Linked DNA regions of Macaca mulatta: region 1 is linked to region 2. A link is a contact called in public Hi-C data. All regions are on one chromosome and are shown on one strand. The core of a region is the stretch at or near the end of the contact, and the rest is flanking DNA. Distances in the headings are between cores, read along the strand shown. Region 1 overlaps RUNX1 (RUNX family transcription factor 1). Region 2 has its middle 150 kb from the start of RUNX1.

Evidence for each region. A called contact is a pair of places that touch in the nucleus more often than the background predicts.
Region 1: a Hi-C map of fibroblasts shows a contact between it and region 2, with 4 times the contacts expected there. The contact joins two enhancer-like sites. A contact is called at or near these places in 2 of 14 Hi-C or Micro-C datasets (cortical neurons and fibroblasts).

The regions. Positions count from the first base shown.
Region 1 is chr3:12,527,195-12,532,912 of T2T-MMU8v2.0, reverse strand. RUNX1 (RUNX family transcription factor 1) reads right to left here. Exons shown (of 9, transcript NM_001265962.1): 5 at 1,586-1,742. Among named protein-coding and RNA genes, the nearest start is that of RUNX1, 170 kb to the right of the region's middle. Within about 2 kb of position 3,027, at least 11 of the 40 cell types and tissues checked have an H3K27ac peak or open chromatin away from gene starts, as enhancers often do.
Region 2 is chr3:12,211,516-12,217,279 of T2T-MMU8v2.0, reverse strand. No RefSeq gene overlaps it. Among named protein-coding and RNA genes, the nearest start is that of RUNX1, 150 kb to the left of the region's middle. Within about 2 kb of position 1,284, at least 1 of the 40 cell types and tissues checked has an H3K27ac peak or open chromatin away from gene starts, as enhancers often do.

The DNA.
Region 1 (5,718 bases), core at 1,778-4,277, 310 kb before region 2:
TCTAGAAAAGCAATTCAATGATACTTAGCTATTGATTCCTAACAGCAGAAATCCACAAGAACTGAATTAAGAGAGTTAGCTAGGCTGATGGGCATGGACCAGGCTGTGGGGCCTTTGTTTTTTATTGGCTTCTCACTCACTCTGCCAGCTACTCATCTGAAGCCTTTAAGATGTTTTCTAGATACACATCTCTGAATCATAATGCAAATTCCATTTACTGAAAGGTGGGGACTTTTAATACGACAAGGGAACCCATTTAATGACTTATGCTTTTATATCTTATAGCATCACTCATGCTTTCAAAAAGTGGATATAATTTTCTTTGCATTGCCCTATTATTAATATAGTACTATGAATATAAATTTTCAATCACATTATATAAATTTTTTATTTTCTCCAGCTATGATTCTATTATGAAAGTGCTCCGGATAGCTAGGATAGCAAAAATAATCACCAAAATAATCAACACACATTTACCCCTTTCTCCTTTCTGACTAATCAAATTCTCTGAGAACTGAGATTTTCTTGTTTTTAAATGCCTTTTTAAAGAGTAATAATTTCTGTTATTTTAAATGTTGTTTGATTGGTGCTTCCATTTTTTTCAATACAAGAACTATTACTGTTATTTAGGTATTTACCGTAAGTCTTTTTATTATACTTGCAATAACCTTGTAAGCTTAATCGGTACTATATTACAAAAAATGAGTTTAAAAAACTATCTTACCTCCTTCAATTAAACTTTTAGTACTTGTTGCTCTTTATAAAATATGATTTGGTTCTTACAATGTAAAGAAAATGTAATACTTGAAAATAATTGGAAACCAGAGAAAATTACAATAAGCCGAGATTCCTATTTCTGCTCTAATGCTTTGATAACGGGTTAAAGGCAAGGAAAAATAAAACCACACATGGAGCTGAACTAATGCAACAATTTCTTGGATAATCCAGTCTCTAATATTATTAGTATCTAAAATTTTAACCAGGCCCAACCTCTCCTCCTAAATAAGGCATTCAAAAGAAATACAACAGGAAGATCACACTGCCATCAATGGTACTAACATTATTTCTTCATGTCTTTTTCTAAAAAGGTAAGCTTGCTTGAAACCATGTTTCAACATCATACACTAGAAATCCCTAAAATTATTAGAAATGGTCATTTGAAACTCCGTCACTTTTCACAGATAGCCCACAGATCATAAGTCAACAGTTTCCATTAAACAGCTTTTGTATTGTTATCCAAGAGAGAACCCTCACTGTAATTGTATAATCCTAGTTTCCATTAAGGTAAATTTTATATTTTTTGCATTTTAATAAAAATCTCAAGAGTTTCTTTGAAATTCACAATTCCTACGTTGCATGTTCCCAATCAGCCTTAAATCAACTCAGTAACATAAAGCAATAATATAGAGATTCTGCTAAAAATATTAAACTTCGAATAAATATTTTTTAAGAGCTGGACATAGCAATAAGAACATTAAGACAGACCGAGTTTCTAGGGATTCCATTACAGAAATCACTAGAATTTTGAAATAGGGGTTTGTTGCCATGAAACGTGTTTCAAGCATAGTTTTGACAGATAACGTACCTCTTCCACTTCGACCGACAAACCTGAGGTCATTAAATCTTGCAACTTGGTTCTTCATGGCTGCGGTAGCATTTCTAAGCTCAGCCGAGTAGTTTTCATCATTGCCGGCCATCACAGTGACCAGAGTGCCATCTGGAACATCCCCTAGGGCCACCACCTAAACACCAGTCAAGGGACAAATGCAGACATCAGGAATGTTATACATACACTTTTAGGGCATTTGTGTAGTGATTATTCTAAAATTAATTGTATATTCAATGATTTTTTTTAGGTTGCAGAGGAATAGCAATGATAACTCAAGCAAAACAACAGAAAAGTTATAAGGGGAAGACACTTTTTTATTATATTTTAGGTTGGTGCAAAAGTAATTGCGATGTTTGCAATTTTTAATTCCAAAAACTGCAATTACATTTGCACCAACCTAATACATTATACATAACTATATGTAAATTTTCAAATAATGACACATATACTAAATTTACCTAATAAAGCCAGATTAGGTCATATAGCACAGCTGGAACAAGACGAACCATAGCAAGATGTCAAGGATTTTGAGAAGCTATGTCGTCTCCTGAATACAATAATCTCTTCTTAATTCCTCCCATTTGAGAAACAGAACATCCTGTGTTCGTAAGTTTATAATCTAACCCACCTTTTACTTGCTCAGACCTCCACTAACAGGCTGAACAAGGCCCATACTTTACTTTTAGAAAACAAAACAGAACAAAAAACAAAACAAAACAAAAAAACTTATTTCTGCTAAAAGTAGATTTCATCTTGCTGACGATTCTTAAGTACTTAAACTGTCCCTCTATAGTTCATCTTTGATACCTCCTACTTGCTCCTATTATCTTGAGTTTTACTAGCAATGAATTCCAGCACACAGGGAAAAAAATCAGAAATGTACCCTTCGTTTACTAATTACAAAATCAACAGACCTCAGACAGACGGGACATTCACTTCTGTGCACTCCCCTCAATTCCGGGGTAGAATTGAGTTGTATTTTTATATCTGTGAGTCCCAAGGTGTGTAAACTCATATCCTCACAGATGCCTGAGGTTTTCCGCTAGCCCAGCTGATCTTGACCAGGAATTTATTTAATGTAACTGAATAAGCATGAAGTCTTATCAGGGATATTGGAGAAAACTGGTAGATAAATATTTTTTATACTCAGGTAGTTAAGAAAATGAATTTCAAAGTAAAATACTCTAAAGAGCATGACCTAAAGATACTTCGAACAATAGTATCAATTTCTTGGTTATCATTGAGGCCTTCTAGAAACTATTTTCTTGGTCTAGACATTTATTATTGGCTATATTTCCTTTGTTTCTATTTTTCAAAGCAGTCACACAACTTCAAATTGAAATGCCCCAAGCTGTATTTATTCTGATCATTTCTGACATTCTTTATGGTAAAGTCAGTAGTGACATTTATATTACTCATTCTAATTACATCATCATTTTTGGTTGCTGTTTTTGAATTGGTAACAGTAAAGCATTCCTCAACCTACTGTTACCACTCCTTCCTCTGCCTCCTACTTCCCAATTTTTACCTTAATAATTGCTATATAATTTTTCTGTAGCATATATTTTCAGGCCTCTTTTTCTATATGTAAAAAAGGCTGCCATGGACTCACTTGTATGATATCAAAGTCATGTTTCTCAAGATCCCCATTTTCATGATCTGCCCAGCCATCACCCTTTCCCTTGGCCTCCAGATGACTATCTATTGTTTTTACTCAGTAGAACTGCTTCAGTCGTTGTGGCACAGAACATGAACTAACTCACTATGAGAGATGAGCATACTTCCAACCCCAAGACTACAGCAGGGTAATCTAGTCTCATAGAAACAGGGAGGCATTTTCCTCTATTTTATCCAACTTGCACTGCCAAACGAGGTCTGGGCCTTTTATCTCTCTTTTTAATCCTTTCATTGCAATTGTTGGACATGTTTTCCATAGAGGAGAGTTTAAAACTCTGCTATTTATTCCCCGAGCACCCTCTAATTAGCTATTTAGTTCCCATAATAAGTGTGTTTGTTGCCATTTAATTAAGAGCAGTGATACGACAATTCCCTTTTTGTTTTAAAAAGATATCACTAAAATAAATCTCCCTGATCAGTTATTTGGTTATTGTTACTGTTTTTTTTTTTTTTTTCTATTCCCGAAAAATGGGCTTGCTTTATTTTGCTCTTTTAAGTCTCTTACAACGAATTTTCCCCTTTTTTTCATGATTCTCACTTCCCTTTGTAAAGTTAGCTCACGGTGTTGAAATGCCCTTTTTGAACACATATTTTTACTTCCTCATCCTCCTCTCCCTGTGGTAACCCAGGCTTCTCTATTTTAAGTCAGTATTCAGAAGGTATACAGAGACTGCCTCGACGACGTGGGTTTCAAACTGAATAACTCATTGTTGGGTCTGGATCTGTAAAAAGGTGAAAATAAATAAATCTTGTTTTATAACTACAGGAATGGATTCTGAATTATCTGCCTCCTACTGCTGTTCCCCTCACAGTGCTCCAAGCCTGGTGCCTCTCTCATCTTTCCAATACTATTCTCATTAGTAATTTGGCAAATTCACGAGACCTTCGCCAAGTCAAAACAAACATAGGATAAAATTATCATGGAGGCTAAATAAGAAAAGGTTGTTGATGTTGGAATTTAAGAAGAAAAAAAATTAGAAGTTTAACTCCCACTCCTCTCTCTCTCTTTTTTTAAATGCAGCAGAATCAATGATATTTGGGCACCTACATATCATTTACTTGGCCTTGTATTGATCTCTGAGGGATTTTTTGTTTTGGTACGAGGGTGGGGGTGGGTAAAGGGGAACTATTAAATCCAGGGCAATTTCATTAATAACGTATATTGCCCAATTGTTAACAAGCCTACTCAAGCCAGGTTAAAGAAGTTTTTTTTTTTAATTTAAAACTAACATGTGTGCTAATTTGATACAGGTTTTTTCACTGATGGGCAAATAGAGAGAATGTAAAAATATCTAACTTCAAACTGAAAAAAAGAAACAACTGGAATGAAAAGCTATAAACAATAGGTAAGGAAACACAAACATTTACATTTTAACACAGACCAAACAGGCAAGAAGGGACTTGCTGGCCAAAGAGATCTGATATTTTGTTTTACTTCTCTGTTTTTAAAGTATCAGGAAGTTGGGCCAAATATCAACTCTCTTCTGTACCACATGGACCTCCCAATACTGTTCTTGGCTAGCCTGTTCACAGTTCAAACTGGCATTTTAAACCAGTTCTAATTAGGTTGAAATTACAGTTACAATTCATTTACTTCAAATCCCTTAACCTTGCAGTGTTTCAAAGAAGGCTGTGGAGTGGAACATAGAATTCAGCTGAGATGACATTTAAGGCATAGCTAGGGACCGTGATCTTGCCGACAAATATATTACTTATTTCCTTTTTATGAAAAGAATATTACCATCAGAATCCAAGGCCTCTGAACTTCCTTGCTGAAGGCATGTTTACGTCTTTGGACTGTGGTGTACCAGAGCCTAAACAAGCTATAATACCATGGTATTACCAAATACATCCTAAGTCATCAAAACAGCTCTTTAGGCTACTTCTGTAAATACAGCAAAACACACAGCAAATGTAAGGTTTTCTTAGTAGTAAAAAACAAGTATCTCTCATACTCTATAAATAAAGGTGTTCCATGGGAGGGAAGGAGTAGGGGGAGAACAGGTTGGGGTTCAAAATAAGCAAGTAGGGTTATTGTAATCTATTTTAAAGAAAATTCATAATTTTAAATCTCTCTTTAGTTCAGAAGATTGACATAGAGGATTTTCCTACAGAACTTCAGGATACTCCTAAGAAGCCCTTCAATGATCGTTTCATCAATACCATCGGGCCTTATCATTGTTTCACATTTGCTTCTCTTTATCATGGGGAATATAATAATTATTTACTGGTTAACTTCCTAGGGAGATTGCCTGCGGCTTATTTAAGATCCAAATTTTAAAGTAATAATTTCTGTTGAAGCTGCTTGGGAGGTGGTTGGGTGGGCGGATAGAGTGAAGCCAGGGACACACAGTAAATGAGCCCAGGATGTAGGCAGGTTTTGATGTTTTGCTTGCTTTTATCCCTAATGTTTTATCCCTTCACGTTTGCTG
Region 2 (5,764 bases), core at 35-2,534:
TACTTGCAAGGTTGGTCGCTGGTTGACATCTGAAAATTTGGATGTCAGTAGTGTTTCCACCACTAGAAAGTGGCTTAATTAATTGATAAGCTTTAACTAATTGATAAAGTTGGTTTACTATACCTAAAGTGTTTATAAACACAATGTGACTTATGCTGAACACCTGCTTTTCTTGGAGAGTCTGGAATGTTGGTGCGTGTTAGGGTAAGAGTGCCTATGTGAGCAGCCCCAAATAAAAACTCTGGATACTGAATCTCTAACAATCTTCCCTGGTAGACAACATGTGTCACAATTCGACACTGAAGGAATTAAGCATGTCCTGTACGACTGCACTGGGAGACAGGACTCATAGAAGCTTGTTTCTTGTTTCCTCTGGACTTGAACTCATGTGCCTTTTCACTTTGTTGATCTCCTTTGGTATCTTTTCACTGTAATTCACTGTAGCTGTGAATATGACCATATGCGGAATCCTGTAAGTCTTTCTAGTGAGTCATTGAATCTGAGGATGGTTGTGGGGATCCCTAACGGTATACTTATTTCATGTAATTCATGTCATATATTTGAAGAAAGGGGTTAGTGTGAACAAGAGTTGGGTTTAGTGCTAAAGACAGACAAAAACGAGCGATGTGTTTTGCAGGAAAGACCAGCTTAAGAGAATCAACACCAATAAGGCTGCACAGTAATGAAACCTTTGGCAGGTTTCATTCAACTGCTTCAACTCTTTTTTGGTCTTTTTATGATTTTCTCATCATATCATTCTTTCTAAGTAACCCCAAGACTTTAGACAGTTAAGTCATTCCTGGATATTGGCCTAAGTCTTTATCTTCTTAAAATGGTTCTTCCATGTTTACAACCATTACAATTCACCAAACATAAATTAACTGTCTTTGAGACTCCTCAAGATTACATTACTCCATCATTAAATGAATAGTTACTAAGTACAGATATTTCATTGTAACCCTAAGTACTAAGGTAGTCACTGGTAATTCAAAGATGACTAAGAGAAATCCATCTCTGTTCTCAAGGAACTTGCTCAAGGGAAGAAAAGTGCCAAAGAAAAACAGGCAAAAAGGCTTTGTTCGGATTGCAGTTTTGTAATTGCATATAACTTTTCAGAGCCTTCTGGCCATCCAAAGCCACATGTCCTATGCCACAGCCATGCTCCCAACAGGTGAACATAGAAAACTGTAGGTGAGTCAGCATATGGAAAATGCTGGGGATTCCTGAAATAGTACTGAGTCATTAATCACTGATATCCTGGCTCAGTTCACCAAGCAACTGGGAGTGAATAAGCAAAGAAAGTGAACTAATGGTTAGAAGATGGAAATACCCCTGGGGACATTTGTTGAGTCAGTATAAGAACGTGGAAAACTTCAACAGTCACAGATTCAAATGGAATGAAATAAGAGGAGAAGCACATTCCCCAACAGCTTGATCTCTCATCAAAAATTGCTGGCAAGCACCACTCTTCTGAATTCTCTACTTTGGGAATTGGAGGAAGGAAGAAAAGAGAGGAATAAAATGTTGTTCTTATCCCAGCAGATTCTAAATTTATGTGATGTGACAATACATAGTATACAAACACATAACCAGTGTTTGATGTGTGACCTTGAATTGACTTATATAAGGCAAATTATAGTATAAAGGAAAAGTAACATAAAAGAAAACAACCTGGAGAAACTGATGGGAGGGAAGATAGGCTTTGGAAGGGGTAAATAATTAACTCAAAATTAGATAGTTTAAAAAAAAAACTACAAATGGGGATTCACATGTATGGGTTGTTTCAAAATACTGAGTCTTGCCAAAGTTGCCTTGAGAGAAAAGTCAAAGTGACACTAGATATTGATATGTTTGGTTTAGTGCTACTTCCCACTAAATTTGGAGCTTCTCTAAGATTATAAAGTGAATTTCTGAGGATAGCCAGTTGCTTCATTGATTTCCACTGCAAAATCAAGGATGTGGTTTTTTTTTTTTTTTAGGAAACAAAGATTTCACTTACATGTAAAAGATATATTTAAGAACACAGTAAACTTCTAAAAGCACAGCTTAAAGGAAAAGAACCACCCCCAACAAAACACTTTTTTTCAAACTATTAACAGTAAAAGAACACACACACACACACACACATATGTTTGTGTGTATATATCATACAAATGTTGAATTGGTTTAAACTTGTTTGTACATTTCAGCTAAAGACCTAAATGTAGAAAATTGACCAAGTCATCTCATGAAACTCAGTAACCTTCATGTTCAGCATAGTACTTTCCCATTTTTTCTACTTTCTTCACTTAAGAACTTATTCCTACGTATCTCTTTTAGCACATGTACACATTTCAGCATCCCTGACGTGAACAGGGAGGGTCGAACACCCCCAGGACTGCGAAACTAACGCTCATTGACTGCATCCTCTTATTCAGTATTGTGCTAAGCACTTGATGGTCTTATGACATTTAATTCATAAATGCAATGCACTATGGGTGTTCTTATTCTCATGTTACAGTAAAGACTAAAATGTCCATACTCTCGTTTGCTCTAAACAACAGTTAGGCTCTGAGAAGGCTCATCCACTGGTAATGCCACATGCAGGGCTCATCCCATCAGCATTTGCCAGTCCAGTCCAGGGCGGGCTGCCAGGCCTGCCATTGTCTAGGGCTATTGGATCCCAGTGTTTGGAAGACCACTGATGGCCACTTCATCCAGTCACACCAAATGCATGACCTTGAGGGACACCACCCCTCTTCAAAAACTGGAAGCAACTCAGCAACCTAACCAGCAATTTCACAAAAACCAGGTCAGGGAGATGATAGCTTGTCCATGGGTTTACTTATGAAAGCTGCTCAGTAAATTTATCGTAGCTGGGTAGTAATGCAGGGTTGGCGACTCCTCAATGCCACATCTGCCCCTGAGGGAGTTCCAGGAATTCTGATGGAAATTCATCGAGTTTTACTTCTGCGCACATTCTGTTACCCAGGCTGGAGTGCAGTGATGCAATCAAAGCTTACTGCAGCCTCAACTTCCTAGGTTCAAGCAATCATCCTGGCTCAGTCTTCTGAGTAGCTGGGACTATAGGTGCATGCCACTATGCCCGAATAATTTTTTAAATTTTTTTGCAGATATGGGGTCTCATTGTGTTGCCCAGATTGGAGAGCAGTGCCACGATCGTAGCTCATTGCAGCCTTGACTTCCAGAGCTCAAGCAATCCTTCTGCCTCAGCTTCTGAGTAGCTGGGACTACAGCTGTGCACCCCCATGCCTTCTAATATTTTAAATATTTTTTGTAGAAGTGGGGTCTAACTATGTTGCCCAGGCTCATCTCAAACTTCTGGCTTTAAGCGATCCTCCTGCCTCAGCCTCCCCAAGGGCTGGGATTACAGATTTGAACCACCATACCCAGCCCTTTACAGGTTCTTTAGCTTCTCCTGTGGATGCCTGTCTACAGGGACAGAATGCAGTACCCAAAGCTGAGAAGACAAGTTTTGTGCTTGCACAGGATTCCCCGTTAAAGCAAATAACAATAATGTGAAGTGAAATGCTGTCTTTCAAGAAGTTATTTGCTCTTCACAGATTTTTTTTTCAGTGAATCCTTCCCATTTATTTTACACAAGACATTGCCCAAGTCTCATCACCTTTCTTAGGCTGTAGGTAATTCAGAAAGCTATAGATTTATTAATATTTATAATATTCTACTGGACCATTTCTCTCCTTACATTTTCACTCAATCAGTCATTAGCTATTGAGCATCTGTGATATCTTTCATCCCCCTTGGAATAAAAGCATTACTTTTTAAAAGTTTTCTTGGCTTCATTGACTCATGTTCCTATCCTTTCTCCATGAATAACACTTGTTTGCTCAAGCCAGACACCTGAGGGAATCCTGCCTGCCCACTCTCCCTATGTCCCCTCCAATCTGCCATCCAGTTCTGCCAGCTGTTCCCAGTTTTCTCACTCTCTGGATCTGGCCCTCATGCAGCTAGCTCAAATCATTGAAAGGACTCCATGAGAGTCCACCACGAACAATGCCTCTAGAACAGGAAAACATGATCACATCTTCCCTTGCTTAGGATTTTTCAAGTTTCTTCTGACCAAAGAATAAGCTCACCTTTGTTGCCTGCCAGAGGAGGCTATGCAGTCATTTATTGAGCACTTACTGTGTGCCAGGCATTGACTTAGGTGCTGAGGAAACAGCAGTGAACAGAATCCCTGTTCTGGTAGAGCTTCCATTCTACTGAGAGGAGACAGATAATAAACAAAATAACTCACGTGTGTGTATGTGTTTGTATGATATGCACACACATGTATATGTATATTTGTATACATACATGTATATTTATACTTATATTTAGAAGGTGACTTGCGTAGAAGGTGACAAAGGAAAACAAAGCAGGGCAGGATTCCAGGGAATGCTGGAGGAGGGGTTCATTTTAAATAGGATAATCCGAGAAGAAATCAGTAAGAAAGTGACATTTTGACAAAGATGGGAGTTAGTCCATGCTTGTTTGTGCAACATCATTTTTTACCACCTCTCTGCCTTGCATATTCTGTTTCACAATACTGAACTCTTAGCTGTCTCAAACCTACCAGTCCTTCCAGCCTCCAGGCCTCTGCATGCATGGTTGATTGGCCCCAGGTTGCCTTTTCTCCGCAAAGGTGGACACTTAGTTGCCTTTTTTGTCTCTGCCCCTCTTCTCTTCCTGGGATTCTCCAGGCAGGCTCAGGAGCCTCCCTCTGGGCTTTGACTTTGCCTGGAACAAACCTGCTAGAGGGACTATCAACTCATATCACAGTTCTCTTTCCCTCTCTAAATACCTATGTGCAGACATAGACATGTCCATACATAACATATAACACATCTTATTCACTGAGTTCTTACTGGGGTAAGTACATTCTTAAAATACATGTGTACATGTTTCATATTCTCCATTACTTTTTGTAACAACCTAGTAAGGTAGAATTATCCCCATTTCACAAGTGAGAAAATTCACTTACCCAATCCCTTTCCACTAATGGGGCTGGGCTTGAGCTGAAAGTTATCTGACCCCACAGGCTTGGTCTGCCCACAATGCCCATAGCTTTCTCCCCAAAGCCTAAGCTCCCTTAGGGTACATTCTATGGCTTTGAGTTTTTGTGTCTTGCACCTAGCACAGTGTTCAGTACAGAGTAATTGCTCCATAAATATTTATCGAACAAATATATTTTAATACTATTCATTCATTCATTCATTCATTATTAACGATGTGCAAGATTTCTATGTCTAGCCTCCTAAGTGTATCCCCATAGGCCCAACCTTTCAATAGCAATAATAGCAATATTTTCATAGCATTTACCATGTACCAGGTACTGTTATAAGTACAAATACCAACTTTTTTGATCTTCACAACCCAATGAGGTAGGTACCACATTTTTCTCCATTTTACAGATGGAGAAACCAAGGCTTCAATTAGTTAGTTCAATTTTTGAAGCTCATACAGCTAGCAGGTGACGGAATTGGGGTTTGAACTCAGGTGTCTTGGCTCTAGAGAGCCTCTGCTCTCCAAGACTGCATCACATTGCCTTCCTCAGCCTTTCAGACTCAGGTTCCAGGCCCAGCAAATGATGTTCAGTGATGACTATGAACTGTTTTCTACCACTAAAAAGAGACATAATCAAGAACATCTACTTTGTATTGCTTAGTAGAGAAAGGCAACCTCTTAAATCCAGTACTCTTAGTGACTAAGCAAATATCTGGGGGAAATTTGGCAACATCCTCCTAACGTACTGAAGGCAAAG